Regions from separate parts of the Triticum aestivum genome. Here regions 1 and 2 are each linked to region 3. A link is a contact called in public Hi-C data. All regions are on one chromosome and are shown on one strand. Each heading gives the region's core, a stretch centred on a gene start, on an enhancer-like site or on the middle of the called end of the contact. The rest is flanking DNA. Distances are from core to core; before and after follow the strand shown. Region 1 holds the start of LOC123111746 (probable NADH kinase). Region 2 holds the start of LOC123111743 (sulfite exporter TauE/SafE family protein 3). Region 3 holds the start of LOC123111748 (proton pump-interactor BIP103).

Evidence for each region. Hi-C and Micro-C count contacts between places; a contact is called where the count stands out from the background.
Region 1: a contact with region 3 is called in a Hi-C map of leaf, with 8 times the contacts expected there. The contact joins the promoter of LOC123111746 here to the promoter of LOC123111748 in region 3. A contact is called at or near these places in 3 of 5 Hi-C or Micro-C datasets (leaf and an unstated tissue).
Region 2: a contact with region 3 is called in a Hi-C map of leaf, with 7 times the contacts expected there. The contact joins the promoter of LOC123111743 here to the promoter of LOC123111748 in region 3. A contact is called at or near these places in 2 of 5 Hi-C or Micro-C datasets (both in leaf).

What each region holds. Positions count from the first base shown.
Region 1 is chr5B:339,327,716-339,330,777 of IWGSC CS RefSeq v2.1, forward strand. It overlaps LOC123111746 (probable NADH kinase), which reads right to left and starts at 1,500. Exons shown (of 5, transcript XM_044532598.1): 1 at 1,233-1,500; 2 at 331-576; 3 at 86-166. The coding sequence starts at 1,358.
Region 2 is chr5B:339,023,142-339,026,142 of IWGSC CS RefSeq v2.1, forward strand. LOC123111743 (sulfite exporter TauE/SafE family protein 3) reads left to right here and starts at 1,501. Exons shown (of 13, transcript XM_044532593.1): 1 at 1,501-1,775; 2 at 1,893-2,144; 3 at 2,465-2,624. The coding sequence starts at 1,944.
Region 3 is chr5B:339,841,632-339,844,626 of IWGSC CS RefSeq v2.1, forward strand. LOC123111748 (proton pump-interactor BIP103) reads left to right here and starts at 1,362. Exons shown (of 8, transcript XM_044532601.1): 1 at 1,362-1,599.

The DNA of each region.
Region 1 (3,062 bases), core at 250-2,749, 510 kb before region 3:
GACTGTATAAAAGCAGACTAGTGTGATTTCTGTAAGAAAACGAATTGAGACCCTCAAGCAAGAAGACTAGGCGACAGAAACATACCTGCTCAAAGTTCCTGGCAGTAGCTGCACAAAGATATCCGGTGCTTCTTCTCGCATCAAATTCCTCGGTTAACTCTTCAACCTGCATGGCGTTATAAAACCATAAACATACCCATCAAGCATATGTATAACCATTAGTCTGCTTAGAAGCGTGCAAAGAAGAACATATGCAAATGATAGTCAACAAGCATTGCTAATGTGATTGGTTTCAATAGATGATTATTGGCAAACGTCCAAAGAACTAACCTCATCAGAACACGTAGGATCCGAATTAACACCTAAAATGGGAATCGAGCTATCCAAAAAATGGCTAGCCCGTAAAAGTGTGCCATCACCACCGACAGTAATCACAAGATCCACATCATGTATTGGATTTGACAAATGATTTCGCTGCACTGAGATCCAGTCAAGGGGCTTGCGCTGTAGTACACTCTTACAGAGATTGATTGTGTCCTTGTGGACTCTGCATCTATGGTCCAGATAACTTAAGATCTGCAACAAGACATTAAATTGACGATAAGAGGCATGAAACCCTTAATTCATGTCGGTAAAAATGGTTATGCAGCAAGAAAGTGGGAAATGAAGCTTGTTAGATTCAGCTAGTTATGCAACTTCTCCCAGTAGATGTTGATCTGACAAGCAAGATGGCAGATTTCTCAATAACAGACAGTAATTCAGGCTGAAATCCAACTGGAAGTCCACATTGTGACCTAGAAAGGATTTCTGGCACCCACCAGTTCATAGAACACTGCACCTCGAGTCCTAATCACTGACCAGAGCTCATACTCCACACAAGTATTTCAACAAACAGCTGGTGTGCTCAGTGCCAGCCCATGGGAAGTTCAAACGACATGTATTGTAACAAAAATGGAGATGAAAAATCATACAGCCAGACGCCAAAGACGCGCACAGATAACAATGGATCAGCGCAAGCACGGTCCTTTAGAAACCATTGGTTAACCAGCTCAAGTTCACGATTTCTGAACGACGAGGTGAACTCCACTCCACCACCATTTTATCCCAACGGCTCGCCGGAGCACGGGAACTTGGGAGTCCACCGGAAACCCCCTCCGGCGCATCGACAACCGTGAACGCCGGCGTAACCAAGGTTTCTCGAAACGGAGAGGGTGAGCGAGAGAGGTGCGGACCTTGGGGTTGGCGGCGCGCGGCGGCGGAGGCGGTGGCGGGAAGGTGAGGGAGGAGGCGCCGGAGAGAGGGCGCGGAGGGTAGACATCGAAGGGCTTGAGGTAGAGGAGCACGCGGCGGCGCGCCATTGGAACTGGGGAGAGGACACGGCCACCTCGCTGGTGGCTCGGCTCCCTCCGGAAGGCTTCCGTCCGGACGCTCGGCGACTCCAACCAGCCGACCCAAAGGCACACGTAATGTGCTAGACAGGGGTCCACGCCATTCGTTTTTTTCATCAAATATACTGCCTCTCTCCCATTAATATTAGAGCGTTCTACACTAGTGTTAAAAGCATGTCGTAGATTTAGCGAAATAAATCTACTCCAGCTGAGTACAAGGTTATACTAAAACTATTACTACAATTAATTTGAACCGGAGGTAGCATTTTTGCATGGTATCATATTCAGGCCAGCTAGGGGTGGAATTCGAGCCGAGTCGAGCCAGCTCGACTCGACTCGCTAAAGCTCGTTTCATTAACGAGCTAGCTCGACTCGACTCGTTACTATAACGAGCTTAAATTCAAGATTGGCTCGACTCGTATAACTTGCGAGCTGACTCGTTTAGCTTGTTAAGCTCGTTAAAGATATGAACATAAAAACCTTACGAATACGACAAAAAGATTAACTGGGAATTTAACATGGACATATATGGTCATGTACATGTGAGTCTCCTAGGTGACTAGGCTTTGAGCGGTTGGGCCTTGTGCTTGGACGCAAGGTGTTTAGTGTTTGTTTTTACTACCCATCAAAAAACACTGATTCTTTTACCGAGCCTAACGAGTTATACGAGTACTTGTGAGATCGGCTCGTTTAACTCGTCCTGTAAACGATCTTAAACTAAAGCTCGGCTCGACTCGTTATTGTTCGAGTTCGAGCCGAGTCATGAGCTACTTGTTTAGCTCGCGAGTTTCGAGCTTTTTTTCCAGCCCTAAGGCCAGCATAAACATTGCACACAAAAATCACATGTGCATACCATAACCATAGTTAATGCATCTCGATCATAGTTCATGGAAAACAAACAAATATAGGATGATTACGCATCTCGGTCCATCATGAACTTTTGCTTCCTCTCAAACCAAGCCCCTTTTTGGGGTCATCTTACTCAAATCGGTTGCCATGACCTTCGCTTTCTTGAAGATTAGCACAATTCTTTTGCTTCACCTCCACTTTCTTGGCTGACCGGGCATTTTCATCATTGATTGTGAGATTCTTCTTTTGTAGGTCAAACGAGTTCTTCATGGCCTCTTCTTTCTCTTGGCACTTCCTCTCTTTCCTCTTTTCCTCTTCTCACTTGATCCCTCCTTTTGGGTTATGAACCCCTTCAAAGTTTCTTGCAAGGCGAGTGTCGAAGCATCATGTTTTACATCTACCTTGGAGTTGGTCTTCCCTCTCAGCCTCTTCTCGCTTAGGTCGACCAACGATGAGTCCCTCCCCCCTCAATTTTTTGTGCCGCATATTGGTCCTTCCACTTTTAGACAATCATTGATTTTCATCAACAACAGGTCAAGGTAAATGGCTTGCACCCATTTCGTTCTTGAAAGTTTCCAAAGCTTGAAACACCTTCATATATAGATGAAACCAACAAGATACATTTATATGCATAGGAGGACGGTATGTGCTCATATGAAGAGGGAAACGAACAATATACCAAGTCCTTGACGCCAATGCCACTCACAGGGCGGGCAACAACATGATCATAGAAGCCACAAAATTTGCTACACTCCGCTTGGATAAAGCCCCACCTCTTTCAAAGTGACACGTCCCTCCGGTCACTCTCAAATTTGTACGGCTCAA
Region 2 (3,001 bases), core at 251-2,750, 820 kb before region 3:
TATGAATGAATCATAATTTGGAAAAGACGACCAAACAAGTTTGCTTAAAGGCGAGGCGGGCGGTGGAGGAGGAGGAGCGCGCGTGTACAACTCCTATTTCAAATTCTCAATAGCAAGTGGTAGAGCAACCCTTATAAAAAGGTTTCACTTTTCTTACTGTAGCAGTGTGGTACTAAACTTTCCACCAAACTTCCCACAACTTGCCGTACACACATTCATGACCTTTAAAGATTAACCAGATATTATTGTTTTATATGGGCCTAAGCCCATCCATAATCCATCAAACGTGTGGTTGCAGGAGAAAAGAGGCAAAGCTGCAAAAAGTCATACACATATAATCGGCGGATGGCGACCATACGAGCAAAATCACGTACACTCGTGAGAAAAAGCCTTTTGTTCCTTGCGCACGAGGGGTCCAAGCAAGCAAGCGGCGATAGAGCGCTGCTCCCTACGTTACGTACGGCTGGCAGTGGCAGTAGAGTAGAGTGGCGATGCCAAAAAGCAGTGCATTACTTGTGGTTTTGCTTGTTCCGTTATTCAGTTTGTTATAGGACAGCTTGTGCTCACCGATGGCTGGATTGTCGATATCCCTGGCTACCTAAGTTTCCTCGCAAGCCAGCCTTGGATGCATGGCGACAGTAATAACAACAACCAAGCACATGGATTTTCCTAGTAAAAGCGGCAGACAAACTACTATCCAGCCAAAAAGGAAGAGCAAATCAACAGAATAATAAAGAAAACAAAGGAAATGCGCGCCCCACACGAGGCGTTGTTGTTGTTGTTGTTGTTGTTCCATTAGTATGTCTTTGTGGATTTTAACACTCTTGTCCACGTAGAAAATAGTCCAGTAATAATGTTGGCGTCGGTGTCTCCAATGGATTCAGCCAAGGACAAGGAGGTGGTCTAGGTAGGAGCGACGGAAGAATGAAGCTGTCATGTGGACGCGATCTCCTTCTTTACTTTACACGTCTCAGTAGTACTATACCAGTATATATTTCATCTAGATCATGGACATGATAGTAACGTATAGTATAAACCAGCACCAACTTGCGCCTTCATTGTCCACTCCTGTACGAGATGGAAGCTGCACCCTCTGACATTTCATCGTTTCTCATTGGTTTTTCTTTACGAAAGTTTTTTAGTGTTTCTTTTCTAAAACTATCATATAGTTTCTTAGTGTTTCACAGGCCAAGTTCTCCTTTGTTTACCCTGCGAAAGAACTGCACTTTTTACTCGTCCGTGATCCCATCCTAGTCGTACCCGAAAAGAATTACTCCCTCCGTTCGTAAATGCTTGTTAGACGCAATAAATGTATTTAGATGTATTTTAATTTTGAATATCTATTTTATTTATTTCTGTGATAAGTAATTTGCGGACCAAGGAAGTAATCTACAGAACTATACTTCCCGGATCCAGGTTTCCTACACGTGATTCTCACTAAAAAGTGTCAACGGGCCGCTTCGTAATTTCGCCGCTGCGCAGCGGGTATATTGCAAACTGCCTCGCTGTCCCTCTAAATTTGGCCCGAGTTCGTTCGTAGCCTTCCCCCTTCTCACGTGTCTCTTCTCCCTCCCTCTTCGGTCTCCGCCGAATCCCAGCTCCTCCCGTCGCCCTCGCATTGCGTCCGGCTCCGGCGAGTTTCCTCCGCTTCCTTTCCCAATCCGAACCGCCGGAGACCACGGCTTCGACCGTCTTTGTCTTTCCCGCACGTCTGTCTTGTGCACCCGAGAGAGCCATCAGGAATCATCCAGACTAGGAGAGCCGCGGCGGCCTTCGTACGTTTCCGCAATCCCAAGCCGCAAACAAGGCGTTTCAATTCTGTGATTTCTCAGGCTCAGTCTGCCCTCCAGCTCTGATTATCTTCTTCTTTCTTTTGTTGTTGGGAAAAAAAGTAGGGAAGCGGTGCAGGAAGTTGCCTTTCTTGGCTTGGCTGGGTCCGAGGAATGGGGAGGAGGATGCGGCAAGCCATTGCCGTGCTAGGCGTCGCTTGCGCGGCCGCCTTCGCCGTCGCCGCCGCCGACCGTGGGCTCTCGCTGCCCAGCGACCGCGCCGTGGTGGTGGCGCCGGAGGAGATCAGCCTCCTCAACAAGATTGCCAATTTCATGTGGCAGACCGATAGGAACTCGTACCAGCATGTTTGGCCGGTAACACACAAAACAAACCCCAGCTTTCCGAGCATTTCTTTAACCAGCGCGTCTTTTCTACTAGCTTCTACTGTAGTTTGCTTTCAGCTATTTTATTAGCCATGAGATGAACCGCTGCACCTTTTTACCTGCTTGGTTTGTGGGAATTCAGTTTGACCCATGCATGAGGGAACTGAACTTTCTTGATTTAAATTAATTATTATGTAGCTCAAACTCCATACTACGTACATCTTTGTGTGTGATACTTTTTCAGTATATCTCTGTACCTCTTCTTTTTCGGATGTGTGGTGCTAATTTGGTGGATTTTCTGGATGTGGTAGCCAATGGAGTTTGGATGGAAAATGGTGCTGGGGTCGCTGATCGGATTCTTTGGCGCGTCATTTGGGAGCGTTGGAGGTGTTGGTGGTGGCGGGATCTTTGTACCGATGTTGACATTGATCATCGGGTTTGATCCAAAGTCTTCAACTGCCATATCCAAGTGTGAGGATCCAACTCTTTCCTTTGGGATTTTCTTCTTCTGTGCCTGCCTGCTCTGAAAGCAACAGTTCTTGCTGTCCCCAAGCATTCATTTCTCAAGCTTGTTCAGTATGCGGTGCTGTAAAGATTCCTTCATGTGTGCATTAGTTTGCCTGTTTTCTAGGTATCTTGCTTTTTAAGTATGAGGTGCTGTACTGATTAATTCATGTGTGCATTAGTTTACCTCTTTTCGAGGGATCTTGCTTGTCCTGTTACTGTTGGAAAGTTAGGCTGGCAAATTAGTTGGGAATTAGAGTATTTAAGTGTCCCAAAGGGGCAATTAGCGCTATTCTGTTTTGTTTGTGTTAGGTAGGTACCTTGTGATGGTTGCTAATTATATA
Region 3 (2,995 bases), core at 112-2,611:
GTGGTTCTTCTTTCGTTGATGTCACCTCTAGAGAGATTAGGCGGTGGAGCAGTGATGACCTCGTCTACCCAAGTGGTGTTGTCCCGACGCTGGTGGCGCGGGATCGGGGCCGCAACTCGACGTTACAAGGAGGGCCAGATTGCAATATGTATTTTCTATTCAGGGTGCTTCTTATGAAGTGTTGGACCGAGGTGTAATTTTATGATGATGTTTTATGTAACCATATCATGAAGGGCAGGCAAACAAACATTACTATCCATGTCCGTGTATGTGATGTTGAAATCGTTCATCCATCCTCACACGATCAAGTGTCCTCGCCCTCCGCTCTTGCTTCGCCACCTTGACCTTGACGCAACGCCCTCCACTATCGCCTCCTACGTTCGACCAACCAATGGTGTTGAATGGAGGAGAACGGAGCCCCCCCCCCCCCCCCAATCGATGTCCTCCACGCCGTAGGCAACATCGCCACTGCCACACGTCCCGTTCAAAACTGGTAGTGATCAGCCAACACATGCACCAAAGAGCAGGTTCTTCTACTGCCCTCTAATTTTCTCCTCTTGGGTTCTATCATTCTTTAATTTGTCTTATCTTTTGTTTGAATATAAGTGTCATGTTATGCCATGATTTAGATTATTTTGATTTGTGTACTTGTTTCAAGTACCTAACTGACTTCAAGAATAGACATTTTGGGATAAAGCATGGAAGATTCAGTCAGCATGAGTGCAAGTTAGATTGATTTTATATACTCCTTTCTTGCGTTATACTTTTTCTAGTTCTTGCGAATGAAACCACTTTGAATAATTCATTGCGTTGATCGTCTTGCCGGGATGCGTGTTCTTGGCCAATTAATTTCCTTGATTGTCTTATTTGATTGCATTCGTTGCCTTGATTTTTCCGTTCCTTTAAAAGTTCACCCCGACTAACTTCTAACCTTGGATCCGCCACTGAAACGCTAAGATTTTGGTAGTTAATGTGCTATTAAAGCTCGGTTTGTGAAGGTCAAACTAAAATTTTGATTCGCTAAGAATTGTATGCTAGTAGTAATGAGTTTGGATCACAAATCAAGCGTAGCTAAAAAAGGAGACCCACTGAAATGGAGTATACAGTAATTTGAATCATTGTTCGAGAAGAAATGCAAGAGCACAAAAACGTGACACTGGATCCAGGTCGCGTTCGCTCAAACTTTATGGACGCTTCCCAACCGGCAGCCTCTATCCGATTATCCGCACAGCTGGACCCGCCACTCGCACCACGTTCCATCCAGCTGACGCACACCGCAGCGCCGCCCTGGGCTGGGTCCGTCCGTCCGTCCGTCCGTCGGATTTTTTCCCCATGCGGCCGAGCACGCCGGGTGCGAAGGGGGAAGCGCACCGGTAATTTCCCACCAATAGCAACCAGACAAAAACCGGCGAAAGAAGGAGACGAGATATAGAAGGAAAAAACCATTCCCGTATTTATAACCCCGCTTCCAGTTCTGGGCACGCAGCCCAAACCCCCCCTCCCCTCCCAAATCCCATCCAGATTTGGCCGCCCCACCGCCGCTGCCCCGCCGCCAGATCGGAGCGCGGCCCCGGTCCGATCCCGCTCCGCCCTCCCCAGGTGAGCTCCCGACCCCGCTCGGCTGCCGGCCTACTCGAACCCCGTTCGTATCTTCTCCGATCCGTGTCCTAGAGTAGGAAGCGCGCGTGATCTGATGCGCTGGTGCAAGTTGATGCGTGTTTTTTTTTTCCTTAGATTGTATCATGCTTGGTTTGGTTTTGCGATCTGCGGTGCCGGGAGCCAGGCAATGCGATGATGATGCGCGCGTGGGAATTGCCGCGGCTAGCTCCGTAGATCTAGATCACCTGGCCGCCTGAACTTGGACTGCGTGCTGGATGGAGGAGACGGGCTTGTGATCCGCGATGCCTCGTGAACCACGCCGGGTGGTGGATCCGCGATGGAGCTGGGTTCGGGGTTCGGCCGGTGCTTCCGATGCGGAATTACCTGCCCCCACGAGGAGGTCCAGCCTGCTGCGATCTGTACTATAGTGTTTTGTAGTGACGAGACTTGCAGCTGACGGCAACCTGGAGTGCCTGGTGGGTGCGTGCGGTGACTTGAGTTAGGATCACTCATTTTGACACATAGATCGGGTAACCTATAGTATTCCCCTATCGTCATGGATAGAAAGGTGCTTCACTGTTTTGGAAGAAATAGATCTATTGATGGGAAGTGAAGCATGAGCTTGTTTGATGATAATTATCCATTTTATCGCTTTAGCCTTTATGTTTCCATTTCCAGCCAATTCCGCTAGTATTGGCACCACAAATTAGCTAGGAGTAGTTATGATTTCAAGTGTACTCTTCTTATTAGCCCAGTCAAGCATTTCTCTAGTTGTATTCGCGCAAAAAAACATTTCTCTAATTGGACAATGGTTATGCTGATTGATTGCTTTCAGTTTAAATTACGTGCCAACTTGGTTTCACTAAACTGCATGTTTTCCCCACTAGAAACCAACACAACACAAATACCAAATTAACTATGTTTTCATAAAGTATTACCATAAACATACAATTCCATGCAATCCCATCATCTTGGTGTCCTGCAATGTGGTGAGTGGCCTGCATTTACCTGACCAGTTGTTTAGTGTCCAACACCACCTTGGCTACACAACGCGAGCCTTGGGTTATGACATATGCACCCAAACCCATGTGCACTTGCCTTGTAAAACTTCAACTCAACCCAGACCAAGATTGTGTTAGACAACTTTTAGAAATTTCCGACTATCACAGAAATGGCAAAACATAAAAACAACTATAACCACTGTGTCTACTGTTCGTATAATGCCCCCTCTCACTTTGCATATAAATAGTAAGTTCCTCTTCCAGACCTGTTGCCCCCAAGTTTGCAGACTCCCTATGTGAACCAAATTGGCCCCCCTTTTCTTCCTTGCAGAAAAAGCATTGAGTAGATTTGGTTGTGGTCTTTGATTCATGTTCCTGTGATGTGGTCTTTGATT